Linked DNA regions of Dromaius novaehollandiae: region 1 is linked to region 2. A link is a contact called in public Hi-C data. All regions are on one chromosome and are shown on one strand. The core of a region is the stretch at or near the end of the contact, and the rest is flanking DNA. Distances in the headings are between cores, read along the strand shown. Region 1 overlaps MBOAT1 (membrane bound O-acyltransferase domain containing 1). Region 2 holds the start of MBOAT1 (membrane bound O-acyltransferase domain containing 1).

Region 1 (6,026 bases), core at 1,209-3,708, 58 kb after region 2:
TTTACCCTTTAGTGCTGCCTTCCGCACTGTTGAGGCTGTACAATTCCTAACATTTGTTTTATTGACAACAAGAGTGTAATTTTGTCTTCCGTATTTTCTTTCTAGGTCTATGTATTTTCACATGCACATCCTAAGCATCCTGGTGTTGCTAGTGTTACCAGTCAGACCTCAAGCTCACTCCGTAAGAAGGCCTCAGAATCAGGTCATGCAGAACTCCGTTAAAAACAAAGACAAATGACATCTCCAAAGAAAACCGTTGACGTTGGGATGAGAACTGTCATATTGGAAACAAACAAAGAAGAAGAAAAAAGGGAGGGGGGAGGGACAAGCTGCAAAGACAAATGGCATTACTATTGCTCATCTTAAAACCCTACTGGACAGGGCAGAAAAGAGCCAGAAAGACTGTGTTTCAGATAAATCCAGGTAAGAGTTTTACGGGCAACTTTTACAGGCTCTAGGGGCATTTTGATTTTTTTTTTTAATAAATATTTTTATGAAGTGTTTTTATATATTTAAACTTTTTCACACAGAGAGGTGTTTTTGCTCTTTTACAGAAACATACCATTATTAAACAATAATATTGTGATTAAAGGGCCAGGAAGTACCTAGTAAAGAGTTAGATCAGCTGCTTAGTAGCCTGGTGCTCAGGGCAGCTGGTGAGACAGCTTTTCATATCTTGGCAAAGAAGAGAGATGGTGCACATAGAGAACCACAGAAATGGAAGTGCTCAATGTGCTGGTGCTGACTTCTGCTCCAGCAGGGAGAAGAGGGAGCTGGGCATTCCCCAGCAATCCCCAGCGCAGGGACTCCAGCCTGAGCTCGGCAGCAAGGATATTTCACCTCCCTCAATGTGACATCTGCTGGTATGAGGGCAAGACGAGTCCCTTGGGAATTGGTGTCTGGGAACACTGTCAACTGGCTAGGCCAAAACCTAAAGCCAAGGAAAAGCAACACAAAAGGGAGAAACCCAGAGTAGTAAAAATAAAGCAATACCCTGTGATCTGTAGGATCAGGCTTCTCTGTTAATGCAGCTGCTGCTCGTTGCTCCTTCAGCCTTACTTTGCACTTTCAGAGCGATGTAGCATTTCCATGTTGTGATTGAACTAACAGAAGCCATGCAGGTTTAGATTGTTAAAACTCACAGTTGTGGGTTAAATCTGAAAAAGGTTAGTAATAGGTCAGCCTGTTCTACACGAAAAGTTTAGCAATAGATCAGACTGTTCTGCACAGAAGCATCCTGTCTTGTGGGGGAGTTTCTTTCCAGACATCTAACACTAAAATGAAAATGGAACAATAATTATTATAGTCATAATAAATAATTCTGTACGAAACAAGGAGTATTACATGATGTGATCATGACAAGAGTCAACACCAAGTCCTTATATGATCTTGACAAGCCACTTAACTTTTTGGTGTGAGTTTCTCTGCTTGTAAAATCCAAAGCTTACAGGGATGTTGTAAGGTTTAATTTCTAAGGGCTTATAGTGCTTTGAAATAACTTGCTGCAAAATGCTGTGTCAGTTTTTTATTTATTTTTTAAATCCACTTAACCCTGCAAAATAGACTAATAAGACACTTCAGAAGAACTAAAATATTAAAAAAAAAAAAAAAAGAGAGAGAAAGAAAAGCTTTACTGTTTTCCAGGAGTGGTTTTCTCAGGATTTTTAGAAGCAATTCCCTTGTAAAGTATTGGTATTCTTTTTTCTTTTTTCTTTTTTTTTTGGGGGGGGGGGGGAGATGTCACTGAAATGAAGTGTGAGTGAGCAAAGAATCTGCTGTTTATTGCATTCTGATTTTTGTGTTGGATTAAAATTTTGCAGAATCCTTATGTTGGGAAGGAAACAACTCAGTGAAACCAAAACAAGTTTTAAAAATGTTTGATTTTCTTATTTTCTGGTGGAAAGATTTTGTCCTGTGACCACCTCATGATTCAGAGCATATTTCATGGAAGAGTTTATTTGGTAATTTATTTTGAAGGCGAGATGGTATTAAAAGATGGATCTGAATAAACAAATTGCTTTGTGTCACTGCTGGTATTATTAATGAAAGTCAAATGTGGAGATGGATAAATGAGCCTGTGTCTCATGAGAAAATCACTCACGCATGTGAAGGGAGCTATTCAGGACTGTCAAATTTTACAGACCAGATACACTTGAGATCCTGCTCCTGTTGAAACGGAGACAAGACAACCTCCGTTTATTTTAGTGGAAGCAGGAACTGTCCTTAACTTGGCCCCTCCTTACTTATCCTTGTCTCGTAGTAGTGTTTGGTGTTGCATCTCGGGGACATTTTATTTAAAGATTTGCTGTGACAGCTCTGTGGCTCACTAAAGCTAATCCCACAGGGCTGGATGTAATCGCTGCCATTCCTTGAGGGAGAAAGGAGACGAAGTTTTGCAAAATTCCCTCCGGCTCCTCTGTTAGCTGGACCGCGCGATCTGCAACGCACCCGTGTGGACGTTGTGGGAGTTTTGCCCAAACCTCTGAGGTCGCTCGCCCAGGGGTTGAGAGCCCAGGTAGAGAGGGGAAGGGGGGGCTGCACAAGCCTCCCATTTGCCTGGTGGGGGTCTGCCTGGGCTGGAGTTAGCCTTTCTTTCCCCCCCTTGCCCACATTTTTCCATCCCCCCTCACCCTTACATTTGGTGCTCTGGGCTCTGAGATCTCCCCATTCAGGGCCTGTGAACCCTGGGTTCAAGAAAGGCCAGATTTTATCAATGCATATCTTTTTTTGTGGCATTTTTGTGTATATGGAAGTTGCTTAACTCTCGTGCCATCCACTTCTGTTGTAGGCTTCAGCCTCTACAAAGTGATGAATTAGGGCTAGTGAGCAAGTTCTTGTTACCCGTCATACCATGTTCTCAGCCTGTGTATCTGACTGAAAACAGGAGCCCTGGGCTTCAATGGAAACCGTTCATGTGGATTTAATGTGATATGTTACATGGATTAAAATTGAAATGGCCTTTCAAAACATGCATTGCAGGGAAACTTGCTAACCGTATTAGTCTTAAAGCTGCAAAAAAAAGAAGAAAAAAAGTAAACAATCTAAAATCTTTGCTGTACTGTGTTACTTTACACTAGGCAGCTTACCTAGACAAATGTGGCAGTATTGCAAAGCTAACACAAAATCTCTGTAAAACACTCCTTTGAAAAAAGGCCATCAGCTCTGAACTACCTTTCTAAATTCATTGTACTGAGTCTTTGTGTCCCTTCCTCTCAGTGGGAGAAAATTTTGCTTCACAAGGAAGAGCATGAACAGCCACTACCAGTCAGAGGAGATTCCTCATTTGATAGTGGCTTGCACCTGCTTTGCACAGGTATAAATAACTCTAGAGCCAAAGTAGAAATTCAGGTTATGAATACATGATGTTGGGAACTCGAGTATTGGCCTTGCATTACTCCTCTCTAATTGGAATACTGTAATTTGAGGGTGTACTTCAGTGATTAAAGTACATGATTGTGATTACCAACATGTTACTAGTTTCTAATCACTCTCTGGATTCTTTGTGCTGTAAAAAGCTGAGGAGATGGGAATCCTGGAGAGATTCTCAAGGTGTAAACAATCTTGATGGTTTGTAAGAGAAAAGGAAATACGGAACCATCATACAGGCATGAAAAAGGTAGATTGTGCTGGATTGGCAAAGTGTTTCTATCTATATTAAAAAAAAACAAAAACAAAAAAACCTTCACTCCTTGGACTGAGGGCAAATTCCAGCAGCTACTTTTCAGCTCGTTTGGCTGCACAAACACTAACCTGGAAGTTGAGGCACACTTGGGTGGGGGCACAGAATGAAGAGCAAAGCTCCATTTCAGCTTCGTTCAAATACACGAAGGGAAATGAAGGGGCAGCAGCTCCATGGAAAAAATCCTGTGGGGCTGGTATTTAAAGAAGCAACAACTCAGCAATTTCCTCAGTGGACTTGGAGGCACGAAGTACTTTCCTTTACTGCCCTGCAAGCTTTCCCCCTGCCCGCCCGCCTTGATTACATTCCTGCATGTCCCCTTGGAGCATGCCAAGCAATGGAGGCAGCAAAAACGTGGGATACAAGGTAGGCAGATATTTTTCCTCCTTTTCTGGCTTCTCTGTTTTGCATGCATACATTGCACATAGCTTGGATTTTTGCATCATTTAAAATGAGGTAGGTGGGTAAGAAGGCTGTAGACTTTTTGCTCTAATGGTAGGTGTTTGTGTAAACCTGTATTTACCTCTGTTTGCTGAACCTACATTTACATGTGCAAACAAGGTCTGGATCATTTCTTAGAAATACAAGGAGAAATCCTGACCCCAAGGAAGTCCAGTGGTAAAATTCCTATCAGTGAGGTCAGTATCTCTGCCATGTAAAGCCTATCCCTGAATTGGAAACTGCAGAAAAATAGTCCACTTGCTGGAGTAAAGGGACTGGCTGCAAACTTGGCTTTAATATTTAAGAGTGTGTTACGAGGGATGCCTATGGCCCATGTGTTGTGGGCAGAGGAAGAGCATGTCTGTTCTCATCCTTGCCCAAGACAAAATGATGTCCACAATTACACATTGAAATGTCCTTTTAGGTATGATTCTGTTTTCTTACGTCTCTGAACCGATATACTTCAGCTCATGTGGACTAGCAGCATTGCACTGTGATACGTAGTGGGAAGCCTCTCTTGACATCTCAGCATGTGTAGAAATGCACAGTATGTAGTTTAAAAACGCATTCTTTTGTACATCATCAGACCACTGCTCCCTTTCTTCTTAGACGTGACAGTAATAACATGCAGCAAGCAGGTCGATTTGCTCTTGGAACCTGCTGCCTTCTGAGTGTCGGCGTGATGCAAAGTGGAAATGCAGTTGTTGGGTTACGTTTACAAGTAGTGCCCTCTGCGGGTGAGTGGACCTTGGCTAACACACGAGTGGAGATTTGAGTAGTCTGGCGGGGGCACTCTGACAAAGCTGGGTGGTTTTGCTGCAGTGCAGCCAGCTGACTGGGTGTGGGTTTCCACATGTGCTGTAGCAGGGACTTGTGTCTGTTCGGGGGCAGAAGGGAGAGAGAAATTGAAGACCTAGTTAGATGGGGCAAAAATAATATTACAGAAGGAAATGCAGCTTTACAGGTGGCAAAGAGGGTGTTAATTTGTCTTAAAAACATCTTAAGTGTTTCACTTCAAGTTCACTTAAGTACTGCCTGTGGAAAGGGAACCACAGCATGAGGGAGAAGCTGTGAAAGGTGCCCTGAGACTGCCCTGAAGACCTGATTTATTGCCTGTCCAAGGGACCTTGCAGGGACGGCAGGCAGCAGATCTGGAGTCTCTGTCAGACGCTGTACAGATGCACACCGTGCCTGGCGGCATCGGGAAGGACCTGGGAGCACACCGAGAGGGACCCAGCCACTGCAGGACAGGGCAAAGAGAAACTTGGGCAGGGCCCCCTTACGTGCAGAGCAGCACTTGAATTGTCCAGTGATGGAAACTGGCACCCCTCTTCATCAGAAACATTTTAAGATGGTGAAATAAGGTGGTTACTGCTCTGAAATACATGGATTTCTCTTTGTAATGATGCCTGTTTATTCTTGCCTTGGTGATGCCAGTGTTAATGCAGTTTAGTTTTGCTCCTTTAATTTTTTTTATGTGTTTGTGCTTGAGAAAGCTGGTGTTTTGTGACTATTTTATATCTAATCAGGGAGATATCTTGAGTTTGCATTTAATTATATATGTCACAGATGTGGTGAATAACATGAGTATAGGAACAGATTAGCTGACTGTATTCTCAATATATTAATTGATTTACCTTTCTGTGACTCTGTATTTTTTTTGCCCCAGTTCTCTTCAGTGACACTTTCCAGTGCGCAGCAGATGGTGCAGTTTAGGTTTAGAGGTGTTTTCTTTATAAAATGGGTCACAGAACTACTAAGATCTCTTCTTTGGGGCTGAGTGTCCGTGGACACAATGCAGTGGGCACAAAGCTAAGGAGGCTCATCCAGTGTTGAATCTGGCATAATTATGCATCTCTACTTAGGCCAAGTGCACCTCTGCATTTTAGCACATGGAGGAGTTGGG
Region 2 (6,525 bases), core at 3,142-5,641:
CTCTGAAGGAGAATAAATGACTAGGTAACATTCTCTTTTGGTAATGGTGAAGGGCATCAATACTAGGACTTTACCCCTATGCAAATGTATTGATGTCATCTAGAAAAAAATACCCAACCACTTCCTCTTTCAGTTGTTCAGCTTTATTACTTGCAATATTTTAATGCTTCTAGACCTGCAGCTCATCTGTAGGCCACAATGGTCCCTATGCCTGAGTTTCTAGTGTCAAAAAGAATCAGAATTTTGAAAACAAAAATGTTCCCCTTCATCCTAAAGGAAAAAGAACATGGTAGTAACTTTTAGGTCATCTTTGGTTAAGTTTCATGCATGCAAGTAAGACACCTTGTGGGCACTTTCATATTGTTATCTCCTTAACCATAGAATGAAATTCTTGCTTTTTTCTCCCCACTGCTTCTTCCAACCTTTTTTGTTCTCTTCCAAAATTGCTGTTTGCAAGGCTAGAGTTTAACACAACTGTGAAAAGATAGAAGGGATTTTTGGTGGCAGACCAACCTTTTTCTTGATGAGAGCATTCTAGGCATCTTACAATATAGCTAAATTGTGCTTGGATGCTACACAGGCAACCTTCATTCCTGCATTTCCTAAATTAAGTGACTGTCTTTGCAACTTCTCTACGTTCTCCAGTGAACTGTCTTCTACCGTTTAAATTGTAAAACAAAAGCTTCCACTGAACGGTAAAACTCATCATACAGAACCATATTGACCAGGAAAGATCCAGATAATTACAGACCAGCACAGCACTCCCATGTGCAAATTGGTAGAAACTATTGGTAGAAACTGTATAACAAAAGATGGAATGAATAGACACCCTGACAGCTGTGATATAATGAGGGAAAATACAGCCATTGTAAAAAAGTTACACATTGCAAATCTATTAGTGGTTTCTGAAGAAGATGGGATAAAGGTGATTCTGTCAAGAAAGTACATTTGTATTTCCAGGATGTTTTGGGCCAGGTTTCTCATCTATAGGAATTAAATAATCACAGAATGAAAAGGACAATCTCCTCATGGATTAATAGCTATTTAAAAGGTAATAAAGATAGGACTGGAATAAATGTCGAGTTGGAAGTTAACAGGATGGAATCTGTGCTGTTGAGCATACACATTTTTGGAAAAAGGAGATCAGATGACAAAGCTAGCGAGGATATGAAATAACTTCAGATAGTCAAAACTTGTTTATAAAGAGTTCCAAAAGGATTTCACAATATTGCATTGTGGGCAATATAAGGACTGTTAACATTTAATATTGATAAATGCAAACAGAAAAAAGCAACTCTTGACTATACATAGACATGAAAGGCTTTAAATTACCTATTACCTTTGAGAAGAGAGATCTTCAAGTCACTGGGGATGATTTGCCAATAGAAAACAATGAAGTGTTAGGAGCTCCTGGGAAGCAGGGAAGGAATATAGAACAAAACATAATGTTGCCACAGCATAGTCTCTCCATTTCAAAAATAGATCGAGAAAAAGGTGGAAAGGAAGAACAAAGATATCGATAACTTCCATATAATGGGAGATTAAATACACTCTTCAGGGTGGGCAAAAGACAAATCAGAATATGAAGTTATGAATAGCATAGAGGAGGTGATTAAGCAATGATTATTCAGTTATTTCTCACAGTACAAGAACAAGAGGGCACCCGATGAAATTACAAGGCAGCTGCTTTAAAACAAACAAAAGGAAGTACTTTTTCATACAGCACATAATTAAATAGCGGAACTCACAGGATACTGTGGAGGCCAAAAATATAAGTGAATTTAAAAATATTAGACATGTAACATAGGCCCATCAGTGGCTATTAGACATGATATTCCAGATGCAGTTTCCAACTTGGGAAGTTCCTATAGTCCTGAGGGCTAGAAGCTGGGAGAGTACAAGCTGAAAGGATGGCTCTGTATTTGGCACATTTCTCGCATACCTTGTCTAAGCATCCACAATTGCCAGCGTTAGAGACAAGATACCTAAATAAACTTATGGTCTGACATATTATGGCTACTTTTACATCTTTTAAGTGGTCTTTCCAGTAGAGAAGGGGGGCACGAAGACAGTGACATACAATTTCCATGAGCAGATTGCTCAGTTTATAAATCAAACATGAGAGCAGTACAAAGATACTCTAGCTGGGTCCATTCAAGCTCATTCGGGCATAGGGGATTCTGCTAGTCTAAGCACAGTGTATTGTAAAAGTACCTTTCCTGAGCCAGTTTTGGTTGAGGACTGTGCTCTCACTTGGATTCAGCCCTGCTGGACGTCCCTTGGCTCTACACAGTGCCAGTTCAGGTGTCTCCTACAGAGGAGCTTCCCTTTCCAGGACATTGAGTAGCATGGGCTCTGCACAACCTGACTGGGAATGCGCTGCTGCCTCCATACATTTGTATGACCCTGTAACCAAGCTCATAAAGCTCTGCCAGCAGAAGATGCACCAAAGACTGTACTGCAGAGACATCAAGTCAGGCTCTTCTGATGACAGTTTGGGTTTGGAGGCAGAACCTATGTTTTTCTTCTATGGTGTTTAACTAGCCTTCCACGAATTTGAGTTGAAGAGCTGACAAGTACATTGCTAATGTGTTTCAAACCTATTAGCTAAATAGGAAAAGGAACACTGATTTTCAAGAATAATGTTTTTTAATGCTAATAAATTGCCTAATAATAATTCCAGCTCTCCTTCCTGCCCTTTTCCTCACTTTCGGCTCCTCCTGTCTCCCTTCCCAGTGCTGTCATCCTACTATCTTTATTTCCTCCCCAGTCCTCCACCCCCTCCCCTTCTTGCTCATATGCTTCCACCCCCAATCCTGTCTTCCAAACCCTAACCGCCTCTGTTTCTGTTCCTTCGTATCTTTAGCAAACTTTGCTATAGTTCCCCTCACTGGGCTTCTTGTGCTAGCCCACTTACCATCCTCCTTTGAGTGTTCTTGCTCCTGGCTTTTTCTATCCATCTTTTTCTCCAACTGTTTTCCAATGCAGCTCTTTTCATCTTCTGTCCACACTGCACAGAGCCCAGAAGGCTGAGTATCGAATACAGAAAGACATTCAGTACAGACAGCGAGTCACGCTTTCCTCAGTTCCTGTGCCTTCAGCCTCCTGATACCCCATCCTGCTGCTACAGCGGCAGGAATAGATGGCGGCTAGTCAAACGGAGAAACTGAGGGACTGAAGAGTGCCTCAGGTCTTCACAGAAGTTATACGCTGAACTCCTGAGGCACCACATGGATTGTGTGCACTTTTCCTCACACTTCTGTCAGTTGATCACTGTTGAGTAGTTTCACAAAGAAAGTGAAAGGCATTTCCTTGGTGTCAGCACAACCACCACATCTAAACATGAAGTCCCCATCCCAGAGGTACCAAATTTCCACAGTGAAAAAGCTCTGAAAATATTTGTAGTGTGTGCATAACAAATTACTTCCATCCAGAGAGTCTAAGGCTGGAAAGAGGGACTTCTAATGGAAAATGTTAGGCAATCTTATGCATGGCTACCCAGTCCCCCCAAATTGCTCTCTACTTACTGTGTCTGTATGTAAGTGTGTGTGTTGTGAGTGCATATATATACATATATGTAGATAATTTGACACCACTTATAACAATACTGTTAAGCGAACATTGTTGCTGTAAACCCTTCCCTCAAGAACAATTTTTGCCTGGATTTCCCAGCATTGCATGCACTTGCGCAGAATACACATGACGCTTCGAATACAGCACGCTAACTTTTCAAGCCGTTGCTACAGCTGCAGCTGCACAAGGGGCAATTATTTGAAGACGAGAAAATGACGGCCTGTTAGAGAGCCTGAAACGGGGTCGGCAGAGGACCTCTGGGGGATTTCAGTTTCGAGACACATGGCAGCAGAGAGAAGTGAACAGCAAACTTTGCGATGTTGTCTGAGTTTTCTGCACAACACAATACTACACTGCCTGGGGAACATGTAAGAACAGCCCTTCACAGATAGGTGATCTTGGCAGAAGTGCCGCCTTTAACGGCCACATTTCAGGTACAGGCTACACGCATCAGTTAAAACTCCCACTCTTTCTCTTTTTCATTTTTTTCCCTAGTAAGAAAAAGCCACTATTTCCCCAGATCACACGCCTGGTAAGGTTTCCAGAAATGTGAACTGCAGGCTGAATGTCTGGTAATTCTCCATTAAAAACATCAGTAAAAGCGACCTTTGGGGAAAAAAAAAAGTTGTGTTAAACAAAAACCCACAAAACCTACAACTGTTCAGTGGCCAAGCCCTGTCCTCGGGACAGCTGCGAACGGACACCTCAGGCTTGCCGCGCCGCGGGGACAAGCTTTACCGGCGCCTTTCCGCACAAGCCCGCCCCAGCCGAGCGCACCCCACAAACGCTGAGCGCGGCGGCGGCCCCGCCCCCCGCGGCGGCCCCGCCCCCCTGCGGCGCGGCGGCGGCCGCGGGGGGGCGGTGCGCGCTCGCGCAGGTGGGCGCGTGGCGGGGATGCAGCATGGCAGAGCCGCGCGGCGACCCGCACCGCACCACGGGCTCCACCCTGCTGCACCCGCTGAGCGCCCTGCTGGGCATCCCCCTGGACCAGGTAGGGGCGCCGGGGCCGCGGCCGCTGCCCGCGCGCCCCCGAGACGCGCTCCCGCCGCAGCCCGGCGGCGTTTTCCGGCAGAAACGGGTGTTGGGCGCGGGCTCCCGCGGGCGCGGGTTTGGGCAGAGGGAAGGCGTGGTGCCCGCAGGCGCTGGGATCGCGTGTGGGTTCGCGCGCTGCAGCGTTCGTGTGGAAGCTGCTGCTGGCTGCGCGGAACGTCCTTCATTTTTCCTGGCTGTTCCCGTGCTCTTAGTAGAAGCCTCCGCTGCTAGTCGCGATGCTGCAAGGCGTAGCACTGTGCTAACTGCGAGAAAGTTTGCAGTGCTTGAATCGTTCAGTGCCTTCAGCTGCTTACCTCTTTCTGGCCAGCTGTTCTGGAATCCGTAATGTGCATCTGTCTTGCGAGGGATCTTTGAATTCAGGCACTGCTCTTATGGTTACGGGTCTGTGGAAAAGAGACACAAAAGCCTTTTTCAGCGTAACACAAGAGCCCGCTGGAAATGCAAGGTGCGTGTAGAGAGATATGTAAAACACACAGGCGTACTTAGAGGAGTTTTACAGGAGAGCAAGGTTGTGCAAAATGTTTAACAGTGTAATGCACTTTTGGAGATGTTGCTCTCTAATGTTTTAGAGGCTCCTAGTTAACCTGAGAGAGAAAATGTCGCTCTTTTTTTCTTTCTTTTCCCCATCCTTCTGCTGTGCGAGGCGTGCGTGCACCTGCTGCCCCTTCTGTGTTCTTTCAGCGACGAGGAAGTCAGGTCTGGAAGTTCGCGCCGACCAGAAGAGTCTCCTCAAAGCTATCAGGAAGCTGAGCTGTGCGCTGAGAAACCTTGGCAGCAGAGACATTGCCCATAAAAATCAGCACAAGCTTGGGACTGACGTGCTTTCTGCTGTGTTTGCGGAGCAGCTGGCACTACGTGTCATTTTTACTATTGTTTGTTTTTAAAGTTGAGCAAGAAGTGTGTCATTAGCTGTAGAAAGATTCAACTCCCACACCGAAGCATGCTGATTTAACTGATATTTCCCTTTTTTAACAGAAAGCAGTTTTTAATGTGAATTTTTGAATTATTTTTTGTTTTTAAGAGATTTCTTAACATTCAGATCCTCAAAGAATCAGGGCTTGATATCTTCTATAAATTAATACTTTAATTTAGGAGAAGGGGCATGGATGGTGTTAGTTTCTTTTCCAAGGTGGTCTGTGCCTAAGATTGATGAGTACAGAAACACTAAAGGAACCATGAACAGCAAATGTTTGCTGTTCCAGCTTTTTTGCAACAGCGTAATATATATACAGTGCTAGGCTGACTGGGTCACCGATCAGTGAATACTTGACAAATAAGGATTTTTTTCCAAGTTTTCAAACATTTATCCTTCTATTCAGTCAAGATGCTACAAAGACAATGTTGTCTGGGGGGAAGAAAATTGTCCCCTTACTGCTGCGAGCCTGAGGGCCCTTTGCTGCCTGGGGTTACGTGCTATGGTTTGCGCCAGGGCCCCGTCTCTCAGTTGCCGGTGGCAGGCGCCCGTGTCGGGTTGTGGGTTGGGTGCAAAGGGGCAGGTGCAGGTGGAGGGTGCGTGCATGCCCTGCCAGTGCCCTGCTGGAGGGCGGCGGCTGGGCTATGCAGGCGGGCTCTATCTCTGTGAAGTGCCACGAGGTGAGGTGAGGTGGCTCGCTGGATGTCTTTGCAGGAGTTCAGAAAAGCTGCCTCGAAATGTAGTTTTCTTCATCTGAAAATCACTCCTCTCCCCCCCCCCCCCCCGGATCCTGCTTAATTGTCCTTGTGAGATTTTAATATTGTCCTTTAAAACAGCGTCGCCTCCTTGCCACTGCAATCAGCTGGGCAGTGCCAAGCATCTGGGACTGCTGCTCCCTCAAAGGAGGAGACGCCTAGATAGTTGCGTGCAAGTGGTGTGCCACCGCTGTCCCCTCTCGCGACCTAAGTTTTGACTCTGACCCGTAA

What was found. A called contact is a pair of places that touch in the nucleus more often than the background predicts.
Region 1: a Hi-C map of ovary shows a contact between it and region 2, with 4 times the contacts expected there. The contact joins the enhancer-like site here to the promoter of MBOAT1 in region 2. A contact is called at or near these places in 3 of 4 Hi-C or Micro-C datasets (brain, liver and ovary).

The regions. Positions count from the first base shown.
Region 1 is chr2:97,114,118-97,120,143 of bDroNov1.hap1, forward strand. MBOAT1 (membrane bound O-acyltransferase domain containing 1) reads left to right here. Exons shown (of 13, transcript XM_026113500.2): 13 at 106-2,014. The coding sequence ends at 238. Among named protein-coding and RNA genes, the nearest start is that of MBOAT1, 59 kb to the left of the region's middle. Within about 2 kb of position 2,459, at least 1 of the 2 cell types and tissues checked has open chromatin away from gene starts, as enhancers often do.
Region 2 is chr2:97,053,710-97,060,234 of bDroNov1.hap1, forward strand. It overlaps MBOAT1 (membrane bound O-acyltransferase domain containing 1), which reads left to right and starts at 4,392. Exons shown (of 13, transcript XM_026113500.2): 1 at 4,392-4,564. The coding sequence starts at 4,475. LOC135327534 (a long non-coding RNA gene) reads right to left here and starts at 5,475. Exons shown (of 5, transcript XR_010387809.1): 1 at 5,211-5,475; 2 at 4,920-5,009; 3 at 2,918-3,273; 4 at 1,340-1,410.